Linked DNA regions of Mus musculus: region 1 is linked to region 2. The links are chromatin contacts, called in public ChIA-PET maps. All regions are on one chromosome and are shown on one strand. The core of a region is the stretch at or near the end of the contact, and the rest is flanking DNA. Distances in the headings are between cores, read along the strand shown.

Region 1 (6,149 bases), core at 1,570-4,069, 44 kb after region 2:
ATTTCTATCAGCACATGTTGGAAAGGAATAGTGGTATTGAAGTAGTGGTACCTACCACCAGGCCAGACTAAATAAACATAACCATTTTGTAAAATATCCTCTTTCGTAAAATCAAGTAGTTGCCTGTTAAACTCTTGTCTGTAGGTTTGTAGCAGTTCCTGCTAAGCATATGCGCTAAAGAAACCACTGCAGACTAGGAGATATGTACAAGAACATAAAAATGCATACACACATGGATCATAAAAAGAGAGGAAAAGAGAAAAAGGCAAGACACAACCCTAGTACTATAGACCAATGGGACGGCATGGGGGTGGAGACCCCCAGAGTGGAACCAGGGAGCCACAGCAACAATGCAATCCAATAGACATGGACTCATTAGAGTCAGGCAGGGTATCTCAACCTGTGCCACGGAAGAGTCCCAAATACCGGTATGTCAAGAACCTCACGTCTTGTACAAAAAACATCACAAACACGATAGAAAACTTAAAACTCTTTAGTCTCTTCATTTGCACCAAGAATTTTTAGACTTGACATTAAAAGGATGGAGAAAAATCAACAAATTTGGCCTCACCAAGATTAAAGCTTTTTTGCTTTTTTTTTTTTCATGAAAAGACAAATACAAACTGTTTACAGTCATACCACCCTGAATGTGCCTGATCTCATCTGATTTTGGAAGCTAAGCAGGATCGGGCCTGGTCGGTACTTGGATGGGAGACCACCTGGGAGTATCAGGTGCTGTAGGTTTAAAAAAAAAGAAAGGAAGAAGAAAAAGAAGGAGAAGTAGGAGGAGAAGAAGAAGAGACAAACTAAGGGGAAAGGAAAATCACATTATGCATAAGAGAGGTTTGTAGTTATGAGTTATAAACTATGAGGAACTCTCAAACTCAGCTGTGGGAAAGTATTGCTTTAAAAACAAAGAACAGCTATATCAGGGTCCTGTCAGCAAAAGCTTGCTGGCATATGCAATAGTATCTGGGTTTGGTGGATGTTGATGGGATGGATCCCCAGGTGGGACAGTCTCTGGATGGTTCTTCCTTCCATCTCAGCTCCAAACTTTGTCTCTGTAACTCCTTCCATGGGTATTTTGTTCCCCATTCTAAGGAGGAACGAAGTATCTACACTTTGGTCTTCCTTCTTCTTGATTTTCTTGTGTTTTGCAAATTATATCTTGGGTAGTCTAAGTTTCTGGGCTAATATGCACTTATCAGTGAGTGCATATCATGTGTATTCTTTCGTGATTGGGTTACCTCACTCAGGATGATATCCTCCAGATCCATCCATTTGCATAAGAATTTCATAAATTTATTATTTTTAATAGCTGAGTAGTATTGCTATACACATACATATGTATGTATAAGTATACACAAATATATAAATAAAGCCTGTAAAAGCAACCCCCCCCCACAAAAAAAACAACCCAAAGAACAAAAGCATTTGTGGATATAGCCCAGAGCTAGTGAATGCAGGCCCACCACCCCTGCTTCCATGGGGGTGGGGCAGGGATCAACACCAAGCAGAAGATTTGTATAGACACTTTGTCGAGAAAAGTATAGCTGAGTGACATGTGATCACACAGAAGATGCCTGGTACTATTCGCCATTAGGAAATAAATGTAGGCTTTATTCTTTTTATTCATTATTTAACAGTAATTAACAGTAATAACGCGGTAGCCTTTGTGGCATATTCAGACATATGTGTCATTAAACTTTGTTCTAAAACATTCACTTCCCCAGCTGCCCTCCCCCATGCTCTGCCCTCAGGCAGCTCCTTCCTTCCGGAAGATAGTGCCTCTTATTGAGAATCAAGGGTTCACTCTGCACCTCTGGAACAAATGAAATTAAGAGTTCAGTACACAGTGCTTTAAAGAATGGGACCCAGGCTCTAAGCAACACCTCTAGCACCGAGCAGTCATTCTGGAAGCCAGTTTGATTCTGTCGCAGAAAGCCAAAGGTACACTTACCCACCTTATCCCACTGTCTCATTTCTAGGTGAAATAGGAAAAAAAAAACGTTCACACAGAAACATTTTATGTAGATACACTTATAACAGCCCTAAGCTATTCAGATGGAAGGAATGAGTAGAGATGGCTCACCAGTTAAGAGTACTGGCTGCTTTTTCAGAGGACCTGAGTTCAGTTCCGGAGGTGAGGGGTGCACAGTCACCTGTAACTGCATCTCTAGAAGGACGGACGGACGGACGGACGGACACACACACACACACACACACACACAAGGGAGGTCAGGGAAGAGAAGGGAAACAGGAACGTAAAGGAAGACTAAGAAGAATGAATGTTTCTTAACGGGGCGGGGTGGGGGTAGGGCTGATAAACTATTGTAGAGTTACACCAATGGGGGCGGGAGGAGGGAGGGGGAGGGGAACATTAAGAAGAGAGGGAGGAGGGAGGAGTCCTTGCTAAGGGTAGGGACAAGCTAATTGATTGCTTGTGCCTTGGTGTAAAGTGCCTTTTTGCTTTTTCTGGCTGGGGTGTTTGGTAACTTTGAACTCAGTTAAGAAACAGTTAATATCTGTAAGAGATTGTGTTAGGGATGCCCACCTGAAGAAATAATTACCACAGTTCAGTACAAAAGTCCCTCCCGCCCTCCGCGATTCTCACATCCGGGAAAAGGTCTGCGGCTTCTGGGACCGGGGCGCTGGGACCTGTTCAGAGCCCGGAGCTTCGACAGGACCTGGGGATGGCGTTCGGCGTCGCCTTCATGTCGCTCGGCTCTAGCGACGTGGCACGGGAGGACAGCCCGGGCCTCGCCCTGCGCGGTCCCCGAGGCCCGGGCGCGCGGCGTGTGCGGGGCGAGCGGGCGGGCGCGGGAGGGACGCCGCAGCTCGGCTCCCGCAGGCGCCCATGGCCCCGCCGCGCCCGCCCCGCCTGCTGCCCGCGCTGCGCGCCCTGCTCTACTGGTCCCTGGTGTACGGCTACTGCGGGCTGTGCGCCTCCGTCCACCTGCTCAAACTTTTGTGGAGCATCGGTAGGGCGCCGGCGCAGACCTTCCGCCGGGCGGCCCGGGCCAACCCTCCGGCGTGCCTGAACGACCCCTCCTTAGGGACTCACTGCTACGTGCGCATCAAGGTGAAGGCCGACGCGGGCCTGGAGACAGGGGAGGGAGAGGGACGCGGGTGGGGAGCCCTGGAAGCCGCGGTGCCTAGGGCGCCGGGCCGATTGTTCCTAGATGCGTCCCGATGGCTGCGGGCACCCGGAGGACCCCAGGGGGAGGCAGGAGGGACCTGGCCAGGGGCTGTTCCGCGGGTCAGTATCATGGCTTTCCACTCTCTCCTTAACCTATGTGTGTGTGTGGAGGGGGGGAGGTGCGTGTTTCAGAACGTGAAATTTCTCTAACTGGATCCTCCTCCTGCTGAAGCAACTCAGAATAATTCTGCTCCCTCTCCTACTGCAAGGAGAAGCTATCTCCTGTTACCTTTTTTGCCTTTTAGGGCTCAGATCAGTTGCAGGATAATGCTCCTGGCGGTGCCCTGCTGTCCAGATTTTGAGATGGAGGGAGTGGACAGTTCTTTGGAAAGTCATTTCTAATCTCAGATGACCTAGGCAGCACTAAAGGATAAGAAATGGTTTGTGTTTGTGAGGAAGGAAGTAGGTGCAAAAAGTCAAAAATAGGAGAGAATGGAATACAAAGTAGGTACCCACTTCTTAATAAAGCTCCATTCTCTGTGCTTAAATAAAAGTGTCAACCGTGCCAACAGATTTTCATTGTCCGTCCTCGTCCAAGCTTCTGTCACAGCCCACAGACGGTCTATTTCCTGATGCCAGGTGGTGGAGTGATACAGTCTCTGTGATACGACCTACAGTCTGACTCACAAGCCTTTCAAAGGCAACATACAAGGAGATATTTGTGTTACTGAGTCCTGCCTGACGTTTAATCAGCAGCTAAACTCCCCAGCAACTGGGATTCAGAAAGGCAAAAGGAGCCTGAAACTGATGTGAGAATTAAGTATGTTCATGTTTCGAGAAGAAGGAGAGGAGGAGGAGGAGGAGGAGGAGGAAGAGAACCACAAAGAAAAAGAGAAGAAAACATAGGCCAACGGACCTATAACTTAGTATAATTTATAATTCATCATTATAATTATCAACCTGGCATATACCCAGTGCGATAAAATCTTTATTAAATCCAATCTGGTGGCCCTGGCATTTTATTCTTCCAAGACTCACCACCACTAAAATAATTTTTAAAAGATAACAGCCAAGTCACATTTGTTAATTCTGTCCAACTTAAGGATGAAACACAGCTTATGACTCTTCCTGGATTCCTCAGAATTACTCTCTTTTCCCCTCAAAAGCAGAAGGAAGAAATAGTGGTGACTCTAGTCACCTGTATACTTCATTCCTCTTAACTTGTTTATTTAGTGACGCCGGGGGACACATTGGTCATGCCAGGCGAGTGCTCTGCCACTGAGCTACATCCTTAGCCCGCTCATGACTCCCATGACCTTCATGACTTATGTGACTTACTTGGACCTCATTTAGGGGAAGGGACGGCAGTGCTGGGGACTGAAGCTCGGGTCTCATGCTTGAAAGGCAAATGCTCTGCCACTGCTCTGCAACCTCAGCCCTTGGGCCTTGTTTTCTTAGTAAGGTGGTGGAATCAAGGGCAATGACACGCCAGAGACAGAGTCCATGGCCAGCTTTGACTTGTGCTGTCTTCCCCTCATACTTGCAGGGATTTAGCTTTTCTCTCTTCCTTTCTTGTCTATGCTCCCATATCCTTGATGTCTGCAGCATTCTTCTCTTGTTCCCAGTCCTTTCCTTTTCTGGGGTTAGTCATCTCCCAAATGTGGCGTGAAGTCTTGGGCACTGATATAGTCCACTGTTAGAAACACAGATGTGACAGAGGGAGCAGGCAGGAAAGGAGAGCGTATATGAAACACTCAGATCGCAGTGTGGGAAGGAGATGCCTAAAAATAAGAGAAGGGGGTGTGAATTACATAAGTGATACTGCAGCTCTTGACAGGCAACTGAGGAAAAAAAATATGTGAGATACACTTTGCAACATTGAAATTCAGATCAGAATTATTTATGTATCCTGCAGGGGATAAAACGTCACACCTCACAAAGACGAAAGCTACATTGTAACATTGCTCCAGAAGCTCAAAATATATACACAGACCTTGTAACAGAGCAAGTAAGGGGTATTCCAAAGGGAATACCCACAAAGGTGAATTAGTCCCTTTATTCTATTGATAATATGTTGTTAATATTTATTTCTTGATATTAAAGTAATTCAAGCGAGAATGTTTTTAGTAACAGGGAAATACTAAATGTCTTAGTTTGATGTTGCCTGCTATCACATACTCCATACTCTTCCACTTTCAGGACTCCGGGTTAAGATTTCACTATGTTGCTGCTGGAGAAAGGGGCAAACCGCTCATGCTGCTGCTTCATGGATTTCCAGAATTCTGGTAAATTTACCAACTAACTTGTTTCTTTCGCATTAACACTTAAGATTCTGGCTCAGTTCATTTGATGCTGCTGTAAAGGAATAGAGTTTGTTGTTGTTGTTGTTGGTGGTGGTGGTGGTGTTTTTGTTATTGTTGTTATTGTTTGTTTGTTTGTTTTATTTTGGTTTTTGCTTAGTTCTGGAGGCTGGGAGGTCCAAGATCAAGATCCGATGTGGGCTGCCATGTTGAATGATCTTATGATAGAGGGTGGAAAGGCAAGAAAGCAACAGAGGGTAAATTAGAGGTTACTCCCATGAGGTCAGATCTAACTCTATTATGACCACGGTTAAATGTCATAGTTTTACAGGGGCAAACATTCTAAATGTAGAACTTATCATGGAATCCCTTTCTCAAAACGGCAGGCAGATCATTTCACAGGGTGAAATCTCCTGAATGTCCCTGAAGTCACAGCAATAGTTTTGCTCCTAATCTAAAAACATACATACATATACAACCACCCTAATTTTTGGAGATCAGCTGTTGCTGTGTAGCCCAGCCTAGCTGTCTTAGTTTGGGTTTTGTTGCTGTGAAGAGACACCATGACCAAGCAACTCTTATATAAAGGACATTTCATTGGGGCTGGCTTACAGTTTCAGAGGTTTAATCCATTAGCATCATGGTGGGAAGCATGGCAGAGTCCAGGTAAACATAGTGTTGGAGGAGCTGCAGACCACAGAAAAAAACTG
Region 2 (6,494 bases), core at 1,070-3,569:
TAACTACAAAGGTCGACCATGCTGAGAGACATAGCCTAGAAGTGTGCTGAGGCACAGAAGTGCAGACAGAATCATCATGCTGCACTTCTTCTGGTGTGGCTTAAAGACGGCTGCCCAGGTATCTCCATGTGTAATTGTTTGTTTGTTTGTTTGTTTGTTTGGTTTGGTTTTTCGAGACAGGGTTTCTCTGTATAGCCCTGGCTGTCCTGGAACTCACTTTGTAGACCAGGCTGGCCTCGAACTCAGAAATCCGCCTGCCTCTGCCTTCCAAGTGCTGGGATTAAAGATGTGAGCCACCACCTCCCAGCCATGTGTACTTTTAAAGGTGTTCTTGTTGCATTAAATCAGAAATGGAGAAAATCAAACCAGGTGGTGTATGCCTACAATCCCAGCACTCTGGAGGTGGGCAGGAGGATTTCAAGTTCCAAGGCAGTCTGGGCTACATAGTGCACTCCAGGCCAGCCTGGACATGGTGAAACTCTGTCTCAAAATAAACCAAAAAATGTGAACAGGTTAATTTTGCATTATAGGATGTTTTTGAACTACATTTTGCCAAGATTCCCGATGAACCTATTGAGAGTATGCATGCATGCCACCTTACAACAAACAGTGCACAAGCCCTCAGCAGAGAAAGCAGCAGCGAGGCCTCCTCGGGGGACGCCTCTTCTGAAGACTCTGAGGATGAACGAGTGCAGCATCTTGCCAAGCTTCAGGAGCAGGTGGCCGTATATGACGCAAGTGTTGATGGTTCCCAAGCGGCTAGTCAGTGGTGCACTGCTTGCAGAGTCACAGCTGTTATGTTTAGATCACCTAATGCCATCTATAGCTTTAGTTGCATCACCTAATGTCTATAGCTTTAGTTAGTTTTTGGCATATTTGCCATGTTCAAAATTTCCTACTCAAATATCTGTATACTATAGTTCTAGAGCCACTACCACCACATTTTATTCCTCTTCCTCCTCCTCTTCCTCCTCCTCCTCCTCTTTGAAATGGTCTCATGTACCCGGCTTGTCATAAACTTCTGCTCCTTCTGCCTCTGCCTTTCAAGTGCTGGGATTGTTGGTGTGCACCATGATGCCTGGGAATTATTTACAATTCTGCTATTTGCATTTATAGTCTGAGTAGTTGATTCTTACTGAAGTGATTTTTGGTATAATGTGGAATATTTTAGAATGAGATCACTTGCTACTTTCTGTGATAAAATAGTAACTTTTACTGAGGTCATATCTGAAGACTAGGGCTGGAGAGATGGCTCAGCAGTTATTGGCACTGGCTGGTCTTCCAGAGCACCTGAGTTCAGTTCTTAGCATGTGTACCAGGCTACTTACAACCACCTGTAAGATATATATATCTTTTGAAAGAAACTTTAATACTGAGAAATGTTGGGCTGTAGTGTTTTTATTACTATACTATGTTATACTATACAGTTTGTTTATTATTTATTTATTTATATACCCTTCAAAACACTGAAATTCCAAAATGAAGCAAAATCCTGAAGGAAGTAGAACATGACATGAATTTCACAAAGGGTGGCATGACTTTGGAGTACCATGTTTTTCTAGTATCTTTAGTGCTTTAGAGACATAAATGTTTAAAGGCTTTTATTTTTTCCTTTCCCAGCTTAATGCTGTTCATCAGCAGCTGCAAGTTCTGTCCCAAGTTCCATTACGTAAGCTGAAGAAAAAGAATGAGAAGTCCAAAAGGGCGCCAAAAAGGAAAAAGGTTAATAACAGAGATGAAAACCCAAGGAAAAAGCCTAAGCAAATGAAGCAAAAGGAGAAGGCCAAAATCAAGTAAGCATGTTCAGTGAGTGACTGCCCAGGAGGCAGGCTCAGTGAAGGACCACACAGTTAGCCTATGTGAGGGCCTGGATCAAGATGAACTGAATGCCTGTGTGATGTGGGTACATTGTATGAAATTCCCACACCAACAAAAATGTTTTAAAAATATGAAACCAATATATAATTTTGTTACAGTCAACCAAAGAAGAAGAAGCCGCTTTTGAAATCGGAAGAGGAAGACAATGCGAAGCCTATGAACTACGATGAGAAAAGGCAGCTGAGCTTGGACATAAACAAACTGCCTGGAGACAAGCTTGGTCGAATAGTTCACATAATACAGTCAAGGGAGCCTTCCCTGAGAAACTCCAACCCGGACGAGATCGAGATCGACTTTGAGACCCTGAAGGCATCCACACTTAGAGAACTGGAGAAGTATGTCCTGGCCTGTCTGAGGAAGAGGTCGCTGAAGCCCCAAGGTAGGCCAGGCCCAGCCCCATCCCTAGGTCCCGCCCCATCTTGCCTCTAGGCCACGCCCCACCTCCAGGCCCCTCCCCGCACTCACGGTTGCTCCTCCTCTCACAGCAAAGAAGGTTGTCAGGTCTAAGGAGGAGCTCCATTCTGAAAAAAAGCTGGAGCTGGAGAGGCGGTTGCTGGACGTCAACAATCAGCTGAATTGTAGGAAACGGCAAACGAAACGTCCAGCAAAAGGTAGGTGGCGGTTTCTCCGCGCCCACCCGTGAGCCATGACCGCTGTTAACGCTCCCTGTTTTGCAGTGGAGAAGCCGCCCCCGCCCCCGCCCCCGCCCCCGCCCCCGCCGCCTCCCCCGGAGCTGGCCAGTGGGTCTCGCCTGACCGACAGCAGCAGCAGCAGCGGCAGCGGCAGCGGCAGCAGCAGCAGCAGCAGCGGCAGCAGCAGCAGCAGCAGCTCCTCGGGGTCCGCGAGCAGCAGCAGCGACTCGAGCTCCTCCGACAGCAGCGATTCTGAACCAGGTTAGCTGGCTCGTAGGCACCGCTGCGGTGGTGGGGGTGGGGGTGGGGGGGTGGCCTTTCCTGTAGCGTCCGGAGAATGTGTAGAGGAGGACCTATGCTTTGGATGCCAACATCCTTAATAAAATCCTTACTCTTTCCATAAAAGAAGGAAAGGATGTGACTTGGGCCTGATGGGAGGTCTCCTAAGGAAATGTACGAGATTGAAAAACTGCGGGTGCTGCTTTCACTTCTTAATGAAAACATTATTTGGGAGGCCTCAGTGTGTTCCCATTGTACTTTGGGTCACTCCGATGTGAAGTGTGTCCTGTTTGGACACTGCTTTCTGAGTTGAACTGTCGCTTTGAATTAAGAAGCCACTCACCCCAAAATTTGTAGAGAGTTTTTTTTTTTTTTTAATTTATGTTTTTTAACTACATATTATTACCTATCATCTATAGAAAAAGATGGAAGTACCACATTTTCTTGTGCAGTTTGTCAGTTGTATTAAGCCAGGCCACTCATGTTTTCTATTACTAGTTGGACAGCTGCCATGTGATCACTGTCCACCCCACCAATGGTGTTCCATTTTAACCAAGCAGCAAATGCAGAACCCAGGGCGCTTTCTTCCCTAAAATGTGCTTTATTGTTAATGGGATGTTTCTTGTGAGGTTCAGTTCTTTTTAATTAAAAAGAACCTCACAGAAACTCCAGCGTAAAGAATTGCAGTTGACAGTCAGGGTCTGCTGGCTGGCAGCGATTCTGTTTTCCTTTGGTTTTGATTCATTTATTTTTTGTAGAGCTAGTCGCTGATTTGGTTTTCACATTTCTGAGTATATAGAGGGGAACAATTTTGTAAAATTTAAAAGAATTTTTACTTTGGTTAGAATTTGTTATTTTAATACATTACATTAAAACTCATTTTAGAGTTCTTATTACAAAGTATTTCTTATATTTGACTTTTAAGCATAAAACAATACTGGAAAAATCTAAGTTGCATTTAGTATTTTAAATTGTAATTAATTGTAATTTTATCTAATAAAGCATTTGTGGCCTAATAAGTTACAGCACCTTGTCTTTTATTTGTGGGATAAAACTATGACTATTAATTTGAATTATTTAACTTAAATATTCAATAAATGCTTTGAAAGTTAGAAAAAAATACTGCATAGAGTTTTTTGGTATAGCGCCTTAGTATTTAGAATTCCTTCTTTCCTTCCTCCCTCCCTCCCTCCCTCACTCCCTCCCTCCCTCCCTCTCTCCTTCCCTTCCTGTCTTTGCTTACTGTGTAGCCAGACTTCACTTTGTAGGCCAGAGTGGATTTGAACTCAGCAATCCTCCTGCTTCTGCCTCCCAGCAGGTGTGCTATACCACACAAAACTCTTGATATGATATTCTAGATATTACTTGATATGATATTCTAGTATATTACTTGAAGAGAAGAAAATGTTTATCATCATCTATATGTTCTTAAAATGGTACAGAAACTTGGTTTCTAACTTTAACAGAACAGCTCAAACTCAGAATTCTAATCCTAAAACATTGCTGAGTTTGTATCTGCTGATCAGCATTCATGGTTGGTGGCATGTTTTCCAGAGAGCTTTGCTTCTGTTGTGTGGTGGTGGGACTAAGGCACCTGTGCATGCACACAAGGTGAGCAAGCACTGCAGCACCAAGCTGTGTCCTCAGGGAGTGTCCTGGGCTGGGCTGGGCTGGAGCTTGCACTGAAGCCTAAGCCATCCTTGAACTTGCAGAACAATTTAGTAAAGTTCAACAGAAGTTTTGCTGTGGTTAGGATTTGTCATTCTAATACATTTTAAAGTCATGTGCAGCTCTTATTATAAAATATTTCTTATATTTGACTTCTGAGCATAGAACAGTATTGGAAAAATATCCATTGCATTCATGGCCTCAAGCAGTAGATCATAGGCCCACACATGTAGACTGATTTAGACGCTTTTAAAAATATATAATGTTAAAATAAAAGCAACAAATTTTATTCCCTTTCCTGGCACTGGAGAGTGAACCCAAGGTCTTACATACCAGGAAATCAGTTTAACCATCAAGCTGCAGGTATTCCTCAGCTCGCTTCATTTATTTATTTATCTATCTATTTATTCAAGTTAACCATCTTATGAATAGTTTGTGATTTATTACACTGAGATCAGTTTGTCTTCACTGTGGGCACTGAAATTGTCTTTTACTGTTGTTTGAGATGGAGTCTCACTGTGTAGCCACGGATAGACTTAAAGTCCTGTTCTTTCTCTCACAGCCTCCTGAGTGCTGGAATCACAGGCATCTGTTGCTACATCTGTCTTGTCATTTATTCTTGAAATTTTAATTTTTGAACATACCATCTATATCTTTATAGACAGAGGGAAACACTGTTTAAGTGTATTATAAATTGCAAAGTCTAAAATGGAAAAAATACATCTATGCTTCCAATAAGCAAATTAAGTATAGGATCTTTTAATACTTTTTAGTACTAAACTGATACTAAGTAAATACTTCAATACTAAGTACTTTAAAATGCCACAAGACTTACTAATTTCTAGTGTGTAAACTAGGAACATTTTTACTTCCCTAAGAATAACAATAAAATTTGTAAGCAGGATTATAAATTAGAGAGAAAAAAATAAGTCAGCCCCCATCATTGCAATATTCTTGTAAAACTAATGAAAGCGCCTGTGTTCTTGACTGTGTGTATAACAGTTTCAACAAACTGCAGATGACAAACATGTTGCCAGCTTCCATTGTGTGGTGAAAATTGGTTAATTACCCATCAAAAAGTGAAAATTTGGTATATTAACAAAACACCAACTAAGAATAAAGCTAGGCATAGTGGCAGGTACTTGTAACTCCAGCATTCAGGGAGCTGAGGCCAGCATGCACTAGTGATAAAACCTTGTTCAATAAAACAAAAACTAGCTGAAAGGATCAGTAAGATGTTGACATTATAAGTGATAGTGCTTTGTTCAGAATGGATGTAGTTGGATATCATGATCCTGAGAGACTAGGTAATAGAAGCAACTTTTTTGAAAGCTTTGGTGGCATACATACTTTCTTATTAAAAAGCTAATCATATTTTTTAATTTATCTACCTTTCAATACTTGTCATACTGGATTTGTTAACATTTTATTGTCATATATTAATTCTATTTGACAATGGTTTATTATGACGCTTTCATACGTGTACATATTTTGATAATACTGTGTCCCCCTTCACTCCTGTTCTTTTCCCAACTGCCCTTTCTACCTCTGTGTGCACGTGAGTGTGTGTGTGTGTGTGTGTGTGTGTGTGTGTGTGTACCAGTGAGTGCCATTGAGGGTGAAAGCTGGTGGTTACTCACTAAGGAAATGTCTCTTCCCATGTATCAATTGCTAACTGTTTGTCCATTCTCAGTTTAAGGTGGACCCATAGCTCCTTCCCCTTCCTTCCATAACAGCATAATAGTATCAACAGCTCATCCCTACGGCAGTTTCCCCCCTTGATTATTTCAGCTACTTGACTATGACGATTTTGTTTTTGTTTCCTTTAGTCTTAATCTTGTTTGGTGTCGGGCAGGGGCAGATTCCTCTTGTTAAGTTTCTGTTCTTGCTATATTGTGGGTTTGTTTCTCTGCAATAGTGCTCTATTTAGGTGTGATGTCCTACTTAGGTTTTTTGTTTGTTTGTTTGTTTGATTTTGTTTTGTTTTTCGAGACAGGGATTCTCTGTATAGTCCTGGCTGTCCTGGAACTCACTCTG

What was found. ChIA-PET counts read pairs in DNA pulled down with a chosen protein or histone mark.
Region 1: a contact with region 2 is called in an RNA polymerase II ChIA-PET map of effector CD8 T cells, with 53 read pairs. The contact joins the promoter of Ephx4 here to the enhancer-like site in region 2. A contact is called at or near these places in 1 of 39 promoter capture datasets (macrophages), 8 of 484 Hi-C or Micro-C datasets (the AtT-20 cell line, CD4 T cells, Th1 cells and 4 more), 3 of 115 datasets of contacts at active chromatin or transcription factors (bone marrow-derived macrophages, effector CD8 T cells and memory CD8 T cells) and 2 of 9 other capture datasets (adipose tissue and liver).

What each region holds. Positions count from the first base shown.
Region 1 is chr5:107,400,694-107,406,842 of GRCm38.p6, forward strand. Ephx4 (epoxide hydrolase 4) reads left to right here and starts at 2,820. Exons shown (of 7, transcript NM_001001804.2): 1 at 2,820-3,082; 2 at 5,339-5,424. The coding sequence starts at 2,858. It overlaps Gm17202 (a long non-coding RNA gene), which reads right to left. Exons shown (of 5, transcript XR_389494.4): 3 at 4,478-4,920. It also overlaps the pseudogene n-R5s173.
Region 2 is chr5:107,357,217-107,363,710 of GRCm38.p6, forward strand. Brdt (bromodomain, testis-specific) reads left to right here. Exons shown (of 19, transcript NM_054054.2): 9 at 531-719; 10 at 1,621-1,793; 11 at 1,977-2,257; 12 at 2,364-2,489; 13 at 2,556-2,771. Among named protein-coding and RNA genes, the nearest start is that of Brdt, 29 kb to the left of the region's middle. Within about 2 kb of position 2,320, at least 306 of the 459 cell types and tissues checked have an H3K27ac peak or open chromatin away from gene starts, as enhancers often do. A contact at or near this core is called in Th1 cells, adipose tissue, bone marrow-derived macrophages and 6 more, where this site is marked.